Regions from separate parts of the Sus scrofa genome. Here region 2 is linked to region 1. The links are chromatin contacts, called in public HiChIP or PLAC-seq maps. All regions are on one chromosome and are shown on one strand. The core of a region is the stretch at or near the end of the contact, and the rest is flanking DNA. Distances in the headings are between cores, read along the strand shown. Region 1 holds the start of CALR (calreticulin). Region 2 holds the start of PRDX2 (peroxiredoxin 2).

Evidence for each region. HiChIP or PLAC-seq counts read pairs in DNA pulled down with a chosen protein or histone mark.
Region 2: a contact with region 1 is called in an H3K27ac HiChIP or PLAC-seq map of alveolar macrophages. The contact joins the promoter of PRDX2 here to the promoter of CALR in region 1. A contact is called at or near these places in 2 of 5 promoter capture datasets (fetal liver and liver), 6 of 47 Hi-C or Micro-C datasets (epiblast stem cells, heart right ventricle, liver and 1 more) and 2 of 2 datasets of contacts at active chromatin or transcription factors (alveolar macrophages and skeletal muscle).

Annotation. Positions count from the first base shown.
Region 1 is chr2:66,099,273-66,105,239 of Sscrofa11.1, forward strand. It overlaps CALR (calreticulin), which reads right to left and starts at 2,802. Exons shown (of 9, transcript NM_001174133.1): 1 at 2,649-2,802; 2 at 2,181-2,282; 3 at 1,793-1,996; 4 at 1,271-1,365; 5 at 972-1,181; 6 at 775-888; 7 at 548-691. The coding sequence starts at 2,739.
Region 2 is chr2:66,205,410-66,211,376 of Sscrofa11.1, forward strand. It overlaps PRDX2 (peroxiredoxin 2), which reads left to right and starts at 2,420. Exons shown (of 6, transcript NM_001244474.1): 1 at 2,420-2,525; 2 at 3,015-3,126; 3 at 3,223-3,376; 4 at 3,936-4,058; 5 at 4,161-4,291; 6 at 5,735-5,967. The coding sequence starts at 3,024. The coding sequence ends at 5,820. It also overlaps a transcript of RNASEH2A not described here.

The DNA of each region.
Region 1 (5,967 bases), core at 1,552-4,051:
AGTGACACCTGTTTGGCCTTGGCTTTGCAAAGGTCTCCTGTCCATGTACCCATAACCATTACACAATGTTGCAATTAAAAAAAAACAAGCTGCCTGGGTTCAAACCCCAGTTCTGTAATTTCCTGGTGATATGACCTTGGGCTGGTGATTTCACCTCTCTGCACCTCAGTTTCTTCTCTGTAAAATGGACTCACTCCCTTCTCCAAACATTTTCTTAGTACCTAATATGTGCCAGGAACCATTCTGGGTGCAGAAAGTACATCAGTGAACAGAACAGACCAAACTGCAGTCCTTATGAACTTAATTTTCAAATGGGGTTCTCTCACCACCTTCTAGGTTGTTGGGGTAAGTTAAATGAGTTGGTTCCCCTAGAAATATTTAAAAATACCAGGCATATAAGTACATTAAAGCAGGTGCTGGAAAAAAAGACAGACCAAAAATTTCCCCTCCAAAAGCACTACTTTGCAGCCAGGCCTCCCTTTACTCATGGGTTGACCCTCAGCACTTGGTGTCCCCTAGGGATCCTCCTCTTCCCTCCCAGTCTCACCTGCCAGAGATCCAGGCCCAGCACAGCAAAGTTTTCATAGGCATAGATGTTGCTATCAGGGGAGTACTCAGGGTTGTCTATTTCTGGGTGGATCCAAGTGCCCTTGTAATCGGGGTTGTCAATCTGCCTGGGCTTCCACTCACCCTGCAGAAGAAGGGAACTGGTGGGTGGGCAGAGATCAGTGCATTCCCCATGGTGCACTGCCCTGCTCAGAGTCCCAGGCTCACCTTGTACTCTGGGTTCTGTATCACTGGCGGTTCCCACTCTCCATCCATCTCTTCATCCCAGTCTTCGGGCTTCTTAGCATCAGGGTCAGGAATGTGTTCAGGCTTGTCCCAGTCCTGAAGGCACACAGGGAGATCAGAAGCGTCGCACTTGTCCTCCACACTCTTCACCTTGAGGGAAGCCCCACCCAAGCACCAACCTCAGGTTTGGAGTCTGTAGGGTCATCAATTTTGGCTCGCTCGTCCCAGTCTTCAGGCTTCACAGCATCAGGATCCTTTATCTTCTTAGGCGGCAAGAAGTCCCAATCGTCCTCCAAGGAGCCTGACTCCACCTGACTGTTGTCAATCTTCACCTCATAAGTATTATCGGGCCGCACAATCAGTGTGTACAGGTGTGTGAATTCATCATCCTGAAGAGAGTAGGAGATGAGCGGCCCCACCCACCAGGCTGGCCTCTGAGCCTCCCCTGACAGCCATTTGTTACCACCCCCAGATGCACCTTGCAACGGATATCCTTATTGATGAGCACGTTCTTGCCCTTGTAGTTGAAGATGACATGAACTTTCTTGGTGCCAGGGCCACAGATGTCCGGGCCTTGGTGAGAAGTAGGTCCGGTTAGAGTTAGAGGCTCCCCACCACTGAGCCCCGCCCCCACCCCTTTTCAAAAAGAAAACTTGGTTCTTAAACGCAGGTCTGCAAAGCTCAAAACAGAATTCAGACTTTATCTCTAAGGGACTAAGAATAAAGAGTCAAAGGAGAGAAATTAAGTGCTCAGAGAACTTGTAGAATTGGAAAATAGCTACATAAACATCACACAGACTATCAGCCTTAAACCAAAAACAAAGCAGAAAGTTGTTAACTGTAACTATTCCCTCAGCTTCCCTTCCAAAGAAAAACTTAAGCATGTAAGGGTTTTCTGTGCTCTCAAGACTACTTTTCATGGGCTATATATAAGGAACACACGGGGTTTCAGGCTCCGTCTAACTAACCAGAGGTCAGGATCAGGGTGGGGCCCCCTCACCAAACATGATGTTGTATTCGGAGTCTCCATGCATGTCTGTCTGGTCCAAACCATCTGGAAACAGCTTCACGTATCCACCCCCACAGTCGATGTTCTGTTCGTGTTTCACCGTGAACTGCACTACCAGCGTCTGACCCTTGTTGCTGAAGGGCTCAAATCTGGCCGACAGAGCGTAAAACCGGGCATCCTGGCTTGTCTGTAGCCCTAGCAAGGGACGATAGTGAGGTCACGGCTCAGCCCAATCCCCGGAGTACCCTTATGTGGGAAATAGAGACGACTGCCCCTTCCTCCCCCTGCTCTGTTCCTAGGGGTACCCAAGCTGTGTGATGATTAGGAGCTTCCTCCAGGAAGTCCTCCTGGATCTGAGAACCCATCCCTAGGTTCTTACCTTTATCTTTCTCCTGGTCACCGTAGAATTTGCCGGAACTGAGAACGAATCTGCCAAAATCCGGTTTGTGTTTGGATTCAATCCAGCGATCAGTCCACCCGTCTAGGGGACCAGAGGAGCAGGTCAGCGCGGCCTTGCTCATCACCCCCCAAAAAACATCTACCAAGACCCACAAGCTGCTAGGGTCAAATAAAGAGCTATTCTTCTCTCTGACTTCCCCTACCCCGGCCTCTAGTTTGACATCTCTAATGGCTTAAGAGAGCCTCGGGCGAGCCCTAACTCCGGCCGCAGAAGGCCGCTGCGCCCTCCACGCTCCTCAGGGACGGAGAAGGAAGGATCGCCTTGCGGCTTTAGTCCCTGAAGACTACCGTGTTGGCCCTCTGAGCAGTAATTACAGAAGACACGCAGATATGGGCTAGGTGGCCAGCCGCCTCGTTAGAGAGGCCTCGAGGCGGGACTAAAGCTTACCTCCGTCCAGAAATTGCTCCTTGAAGTAAATAGTGGGTTCAGCGGCGGCCAGGCCGACAAGGCCGAGCAGTAGTGGGACTGGGAGCAGCATGGCGGGCCGAGGGGGCGGCGGCGCGCGGGCCCCTTAAGTCACTCCTCCAGCAGCCGCTCTGCAGTACGGACGGACGCTACCGCCGGCCGCGAGCCTTTATACCGGGCCCGCTCTCAAACCAACCTGGTCCTGCCTCTTTGACCCTCCTCCCCCGCCGTATCATTGGTCTGTGGCTATAATCCTGCCTTTCCATTGGATCTTTGTCGGCTCAGCATGTTCGGCTGTGCCTCGGCACGCTGGGTTCCCAGATGGCCGATTTCTATTGGCCGCACCACTGGCCAATGAAGGTCGACCACGCGTTGTGGGGGACGCCCACCGGTGGAGTGGGGGCCTCCAGCCCCTCAGGCTAGGTCATGTGACCAGACCTCGGCCCAACCCCGCCCTAGCCCGCGAGCCTGTCTTCACAGCTGGGCGTTTAAAGAACGCGCGCGAGTGCAGGTGCCACTGCGCTGAGCTATGACCCTGTTCCAGCCTCGCCTCTGCTCATCCCCTCTATGGGGCTGGGTGGGCAAGGTTTTCCTAGCCTTTTTCTGTTGCGAATTTGGGGAGCCTCTCTAATTCAACCCTCTCTTTTTCTCTTCCTCTTTCTTTCTCTCCAGTCACCCCGCCCTGCCCAGGATGAGGCAGAGGTCACCGGGCCCTGGGGCTTCATTTCACCCTAGCGCCAGAGCCATGCAGCCTTGCGGGGATAGTGCGGGCTCTCTCCTCCATGTGGCTCCTAGTGTCCTGGCCGCTTTGTCAAGACTGCTGCTGTGTGAAATGGGTCAAGTCACCTAGCCTCTCTGAAGTCACAGGAGCTCCTGAAAGGCCAAGAGGAGCGACGCTGGCCAGCTGCTGCCTGGCAGAAGTGCTTTCAAAGATCTTAGGGACGTCCTGGGACAAAAGGAAGGAAGCCCAGATGGCTTGAAGATGTGACTACAGGCTGTGGCTCCGTAGGGTTGTTCCCTTTATTGGAGCCTCTCCAATATATACCCTCCACCCTTTCCTCAGCCGGTAGACTGAAAGGGGTCACTGTCTTGTGGTCTCCCACAAACGGCTCGCTTTTGCAATTAAACGGCTAAAGAGGAGGGGGCAGGGGGTTCAGTTGGGGAGGGAGTAAAAGGGACAGATGGTGGGGAAGATAAGGTCCAAGAGAGGTGGGCAGGACCCCTAAATCTGGAGCCTTCTTCTGAAGCCAGAGGCGCATGACAGTGACTGACACCAGCTCCCTGCCCCTAGGCTACAGGAAGGAGGAAGGAGAGCTGGGGGTTTCCCAAACTATGAGCAAATAGGCTCTGGACCTGGGAAGTGGGAGGGAACTTTGGAAGGAGGGTAGGTAGGGGTGCTTCCCCTCTAGTGGTGGGAACTCAGAAAAGGGAGGAATGAGGGATCTTGGAGAAGTTGTGGTTCTGCCCCTTCCCCAAGGCAGTATCCAGTAGGGGTGCCCAACCTGCACCCCTCCTGCCCCATCCCCCCCAGGACCCCAAAGGAACTTCCAGTGACTTGCTTTCCCTCCCTTTCACATGTGTCATGGACATGTGGTCTTGGTGCTTCCTGCCAGAAGGTAGACACTGTACCTGTTAACCTCACAATCCCCCTGCAGGTGTTCTGCAGCACCTGTCACAGAACAAACTTAAAACCTACTTTATGTGTGACAGAAGGAAGGAAAGAAGGGTTCTTGCTAGAATTAAACAAAAATGGGTAAAGCATTTTGAAGTTAGAAGGAGATTTTGAGAGAGTTCCCATTGTAGCCCAGTGGGTTAAGAACCCGATGCACTGTCTGTGAAGATGCAGGTTCATTCCCTGGCCTTGCTCAGTTGGTTAAGGATCTGGCATTGCCTCAAGCGGCAGTGAAGTTCACAGATGCAGCTGGGATCTGGGGTGGCTGTGGCTATGGTGTAGGCTGGCAGCTGCAACTCCTATTCCATCCCTAGCTGGAAATTTATACATGCCAGCTGTGGCAAAAAAAAAGAGAGAGAGAGAGAGACCTTGATGGGTACATTCTGAGTTTTTGTTAAGACTTTACTGAAAGTCCAGACAGGGGGATATCAGTAACCCCATTTTCCAGGCTCAAATAACAATTATGATGGCTAAATAAGTAAATGCATACTGCTTAAAATAGCACCTAACACACAATCCACACTCAAAAAAAATTTTTTTTTCTTTTTAGGGCCACATCTTCCGCGTTTGGAAGTTCCTAGGCTAGGGGCTGAATCGGAGCTGCAGCTGCCAGCCTACACCACAGCAAGACCAGATCTAAGCTTCATTTGTAAGCTACGCTACATCCTTAACCCACTGAGTGAGGCCAGGGATTGAACCCGCATCTTCATGGATATTAGTTGGCTTGTAACCTGCTGAGCCACAACGGGAACTCTCTGGTATTTTTATATTAAGTGTTGAAATAATAATTCGGACACTTTAGGTTCTGTAAAGTCTTCAAATTAATTTCACCCCTTTTGTTTTTAACATTGCTACAAGGAAGTGTAAGATTACATTTGCATCTCAAATTATATCTCTATAGGTGAGCACTGATCTATGCTACAAATTATTTCCCTGACATAGGTCTTCTCAAAGCATTGGGGCAAAGAGGGGGTGGAGAGGGCAGGCTCTGAGGTGTTTATAATTTCTCACACCATCTCCACCTTGCAGAACCTTAGACAAGGCATATCTCTGTCCAAGCCTCGGTTTTCACATCTGTGAAGTGGAGATTATATTGGTATATATCATACAGTTTTTGGGAAAATGAAATAGCAAACCCGAAGCACTTAGCACTGGCCTGGATGTATGGGATACTGTCCACACAGATTAGCTGCTACCTTGACTCTTAACTGAGTCCTTCTCCCTCTATAAATAGGGTTGGTCCCTATCCAGCCTCCCTTTGAACATTTCAAAGTAGTTGACATCAGCAGGATGATTGTGTCTGGAGCCAGCCCACCACCCACAGCCCTCTTGTGGGTTATAAAAGAATCCCCCAAGGGCACAGTGCTCTGAGGCCCAGAGAGGGGAAAGGTCAAAGTCACGGAGCTTGCTGAAGATGGGGCTGGAAGAAGCTTAAAACAACACTGTGAGGAGCTCCCTGGTGGCCTAGCAGTTAAGGATCCAACATTGTCACTACTGTGGCTCTGGTCACTTGTTGTGGTGCAAGTTCCAGCCCTGGTCCAGGAACTTCTGCTTGCCACAATCGTGGCCAACGCTGACCCCGCCCCCAATGCTGTGAGTCTGTGGTTGACAGCATCGATTTGACCCTTC
Region 2 (5,967 bases), core at 1,170-3,669, 110 kb after region 1:
ACTGCCAGAATATGACGTCCGCATCACTGAGTTCCTGACCCCTATCCGGCTTCAGGCCCTCTGTACTCGCGGTCCCTGTCACTCCACACAATCTAAGCCCTCTGGACTAGGTATCACTGCGCCACTGGGCTCAAACCTTTGGACTTGGAGTCCCCCAGCTCCCTCTCTCCGTTGCTCACTCGGAGCCCCCTGCCCCTCTCCCGCTCCCTACCCTCTGCGTCATCCGGGCTACGCCTCCCGTACCCCCGAAACGAGATCCCAGACCTCCAGACTCTGGCTCAGAGTCTCCGCCCACCATGCAAGCTCCTTCCCCACCCCTCAACTCCGGGTTCACGCCCCCGCCCCCCTCCATCGCCCTCTTCCCTCTCTCTCCCACATGAGGCGCACGCCTCCCACATTTGTCCGCCACCCCCACCGCACATCTCTGTTTATTCCCTGTTTTCAGCGGGGCTCATGCTCTCCGCCTGCGGGTTTCTGTTCCTCACCAGGGTCCCAGTTCCTCTATCTCCATTTTCCCCTCCCCGCCCCCACAACCTTTCTTCCTTTCTCATCGGACACCAGCGGGGCTCGCACCTCCTGACAGCTCTCCCTTCCCACACTGCGCTCAAACCGCAGGCTTAGTGCCTCAGTGTTCCATTCCAGGTGTCCGCCCCACCCCCACAGCCCTTCCTCTCTCCCCGCCCACCCTGGGGACTCGCGGCCTGGATTTGCTAGGTCGCGCCGGCCGCTGCTCTTCTGTGCCCGCTCCACACCTGGGCTCAGGGCCTCCAGTCGCAGTCTTTCGGCTCGCAGGATGAACAATCCCGTTGCCTGCAGGGCCGCACCTGCACTAGATTCTCGCTGTCCATGAACACCGGGCCGGGCGCTGTGCCCACCACCTCGCGGCTGCGCTCCTGCTTGCCCAGGTCGCAGAAACAGCGCCACTTTCCCCACGGACCAAGGACGGAGTCTTTCAAGTCTAAGGATGGAGGACCAGGTAGGGGGGGAACATATCCCCCCCTAGGAAGGGAGGAAGATAAAGACACTGACAAATAACAACAGTTCATGTTTGCTGGGCCGTTCTTCTGTGCCAGGTACCCTACCACAGATTATCCCCTTTAATCTTCCCACTAGTCCCAGATTGAGAAACTGAGACCTAGAGAGAACAAGCCAGCCTTCCAACACACATCTGAGGAGTGCCCCAGAGAGACTGCAAAATGACACTTTCCACCTGTGCCTGCCTGTTCAGATGGGAGTGTGGTACAATACCCTTGGTTTTCACCATCTGAAGGTGACTCCCATTTTCAGGGGCGTGACCTGAGCCTTTCTCCAGTGGACAGTGTCACATGACCAACAGGGTTTCCAGGTAGTAAATTAAATTACATGATTGGCATAATGAAGGTACTTAAAGCCCCTGGCGATGTGCTAGCATGGAATACAAAAACAATTATTATGGCCACTTTTAAAGCAGCCACGTCATTTATCAGATGCCCTTTACAACTGTTTATTGACTCCTCCCTACAGCCTTTCTTGACAGGTCTTAGCACAACTCATAATGTCTTGACACCTTATGCCCTCACCAAGACAGTACTGGCCTCTTTCCATTCCTTTGTCAGAACTTTTGGAGTTGGCAGTTGCTGATCGGACTCCCTGGCCCACTCTTCCCCCTAAATCTTCGATTTTTGGCTTTTGCTTGTCATTCTGGCTGCATTGGTTATCTTTATTCAGCCGGGCCTTTTCTGATTTCAGAAGTTTACCTGCGCCCTTCCTTCTCTATCTCTGCTCTTGCCAGCACTTACCTGTGAGTTTATGGTTATGTCTACTTCGGTATTTATTGCTTGCCCGCGTCCTCTCTCCCCATGTTAAGCTGCTTAAAGACAGTCTCAGTCTCAATTTACAGATAAGTAAACTGAACGTCAGAGTAACCAACCAACCCAAGGGGCGCCGCCAGTGCGCAAGTGGGCAGAGGTTGGAAGTCCCTGGAGGAGGGTCTATTTGCAGCCAGCTGGTGAAGTGGTGGGACAATGAGGCACTTTTCCGCACTGTCACATCCGCGGCCTGTGGTTACCTTTCTCCTGATGCTGCAGCTGCAGCTGCTCCCAGGTGTCCCCTTCGCCCTGCTCTCCGAAGTACTGGTAGTCGGGGGTGACCTGTGCAAAGGTCGCCAGCAGCAGGAGCATCAGAGGCGTCAGCAGTAGCGCCGCCCGGCTCCGGGCCATGCCGGACTCCAACCGACGCCGGCGCGCTCCAAAGAGGAGCCCCGCGCGGAGTCTGCGGCGCTGGCACCAGCCTCGAGGGCTAGCGCAGAGGTCGGGATCCGCGGCCGCGCGTCTCCCCCCGCCGCTTGCGGGCACGTGGACCCGGCCGGCTCCGTTTCCCCTCTCTTGCGCTTGCAGTGGACCCGACCGCTCGTCCGCCCACCCCTCCGCCCTGCGCGTCATGGTTCGGGCCGAGCATAAAAGGCTCCCCGTGCCTGGGCGCGCTTGGCCCCGAGAACGCAAGTACCTGAGTCTTCTCGTCGGTGCGTCCCGCCCTTGCCCACGCAGGTATGGACACTTGGAGTGCATTGGGCTGCAGGGAGAGCCCGGTTGGAGCAGCTCGGGCCCTATCCAGACCTGAGTTGGCCGCCTTTGTTTTCCGCCCGCAGTAGTGGCTGCCTTTGTCCTTTCGGGGAAAACCGAGGCCAGAGCTTGGAGTACAGGCCGCATCCCCAGGCTCACCGCCCCCAGCTCGCGGCGTCCCCTCTTGGGACCGTGGGTTTGCGCGCCAGCACTCGGGCATACGCGCTAACGGGAGGGTTGGGAGGGTCGGGCGGCCGCCGCGGGACGCTCTAGCTGTGTAAGGGGGCGGGTCTCCCACATTCTCCAGGCCAGTGCAGACCTGGTCTCAGAGAGGGTGCGGGGCATTGCTGCTGCTGCCGCCGCCGCCGCTCTGACTCAGTAACTGGGCCCGGTACGCAGCGTGACCTTGGGAAGCGGGGACAAAGGGTCTTCCCCAGCGTACTCACCCGGAGCGGGGGGCGGGGGGGGTCTCAGCTTTCAGTCATGGCCTCTGGCAACGCGCACATCGGAAAGCCCGCCCCGGAATTCCAGGCCACTGCCGTGGTGAATGGCGCCTTCAAGGAGGTGAAGCTTTCTGACTACAAAGGTGAGGGCGGGGTGGAGGTGGCCCTGACGGGGTGAGGGCACAATCATTAGAGTCACTGGGCCCTAACTCCTTGTCTGTTTCGACGCCATTCCCCAGGGAAGTACTTGGTCCTCTTTTTCTACCCGCTGGATTTCACCTTTGTGTGCCCCACGGAGATCATCGCTTTCAGCGATCGAGCTGAGGAGTTCCACCAGCTGGGCTGCGAGGTGCTGGGCGTCTCCGTTGACTCTCAGTTCACCCACCTGGCTTGGTAGGAGTGGGGACCAGCAAGGAGGGGAGGGTGCAGCTAAACCTACTATCTCTATAGGGTACAAGTTCTGTGTTCTCTTGGCAGACGTTCAGCCTCTGCGCCTCCCTTTCCTGTCTTGAAAATAATGGAGATAGTGATGCCCAAGTCCTTAAGGATGATGAAAGTCATTAGCATTTGTAAACTAGTTGCATGGCAGCCCAGTGAGTTGCAGATGCTTTATCTAACTCAGGGCCACATGGCCTCCCTCCCAAGAACTACTTCAACCAGGTGGAAACTCCAGTTTGAGAGAGTGAAGCGCTGGGCCCCAAGATGCTGGAGGTCACCAGCACATGTGAAGCCACTTTGCTGGAGTGTTAGCTTAGTCTTCCCAGCTGTGGGAAACAGCCCCTGCTCCCACTTCAGGGTGGGATGGGTGGGGCTCCCAGGGCCTTGCTCTAAAGCCCCTTATCTCTCACCTCCAGCACCCTTTCTCCAGTCCTTATCACACCCAGGCCCACAGGGTGAGGACCCTGCTGTGCCAGGCTTCCTGAGGTCCCAGCCCTATCTCCCCTTTCCCCAGGATCAACACCCCACGGAAGGAGGGAGGCTTGGGCCCCCTGAAAATCCCCCTGCTGGCTGATGTAACCAGAAACTTGTCCCTTGATTATGGTGTGCTGAAGGAAGATGAAGGCATCGCCTACAGGTACTGTGGGACCTTTGGGAAGCCCCCATCCTCAGGGTGAGGGGACCAGTCTTGGATGATGCCCCAGGCTCCCACTCCTCACTATGAACCCTGATATTTCAGGGGCCTTTTTATCATCGATGGCAAGGGTGTCCTTCGCCAGATCACTGTCAATGATTTGCCTGTGGGACGCTCTGTGGATGAGGCTCTGAGGCTGGTCCAGGCCTTCCAGTACACAGACGAGCATGGGGAAGGTGAGCAGACACCACATTCACGTGGTTTCACACGTGTACTCATGCAGCTCTTGTCTATGCATATGTTCACTGCATTCATATCATTGCTATGATATAGATGTGAGGGCCCTAAAGAAGACTCAGCTTAGGGCATTGTCTGCAGGAAGTTTCTAATCTGGTGGGGAAGCTACCTCAATATAAGGGTGGGGAGTTGGGAGCTGGGAGCTGGGAGATAATAGAAATCTCTAAGAGGTTTTGTTTTACTTGTTTGTCTTTTTGTCTTTTAGGACCACACCAGCAGCATATGGAGGTTCCCAGGCTAGGGGTCAAATCAAAGCTATAGCCACTGGCCTATGCCACAGCCACAGCAACGTGGGATCTGAGCCACATCTGCAACCTACACCACAGCTCATGGCAAAGCCAGACCGTAACCCACTGAGCAAGGCCAGGGATTGAACCCAAGTCCTCATGGATGCTAGTCGAGTTCGTGAACCACTGAGCCACAACGGGAACTCCTGTTTGTTTTTTAACTTTAGAGCCATACCCACAGTATATGGAAGTTCCCAGGAAGGGGCCGAATCAGAGCTACAACTGCTGGCCTACCCCACAGCCACAGCAATGTCAGATCCAAGCTGCATCTTCGACCTACACCACAGCTCATGGCAACGCCAGATCCCTAACCCATTGAACAAGGCTGGGGATTGAACCCTCATCCTCATGGATACTACTTGGGTTCGATTCTGCTGAGCCACAATGGAAACTCCTGTAGGAGGTATTTGAGAAAGCACGTGCCAAGTCAGGCTTGAATATTACTTGAATCAGAGTATCTTCTTGAGTGAAAGACACATCCTGACTACAGGCCCTCAAAGTCCAGTGGGGATGGGGCTGAGAGAGAAATATGGAATTAAAGGAGCCCAAATGAGTTCCCTGGTGGCACAGCAGGTTAAGGATCCATCATTATCACTGCTGTGGCATGGGTTTGATCTCTGATCAGAGAACTTCTGCTTGCCACGTGTGTGGCAAAAAAAAAAAAAAAGGCAAAATTAAAATGTTAGCCTGAGGAGTTTGTACTGTGGCAGGCAATAGGATCTGGAGTGTCTCTGCAGTACCAGGATGCAAGTTCATTTGATCCCCAGCCTGGCAAAGTAGGTTAAAGGATCTGGCATTGCTGCAGTTGTTGCATAAGACACAACCATGCTTTGGATCTTATCCCTGGCCTGGGAACTCCATATGCCCCATGGTGGCCAAAAGTAGATAGAAAAAAATATCAGCCAGAAAATCCTGCAGCTGGGCTTGAGAGGCTTCTCTCATCATGTGGCAGGGTCTTGGGCCTGGACCACTTGGCTCCAGGCTTTTTCGTCTGGAACTCATGCTCTTGCTTTGCCTCTGTCTGTCCCCTCACTACTGCTCAACCTTTAATAAGGCAATTTAGCCTTATGTGTGCATCCCTATGTCTTTCCACAGTCTGTCCTGCTGGCTGGAAGCCAGGCAGCGACACAATCAAGCCCAACGTGGATGACAGCAAGGAATATTTCTCCAAACACAACTAGGCTGGCAGATATATGGCAAGCTTGGGCTCTGGCCTCCATCTGTGCCCCTCCCTCGGTGCCCTGTACTGACCCAGGAAAAGCCAGACCTGCCCCTTGAGACTCCACAGTCCATAATCCTAGAGGACTAGGCCAGGGCCTTCTCAAGCT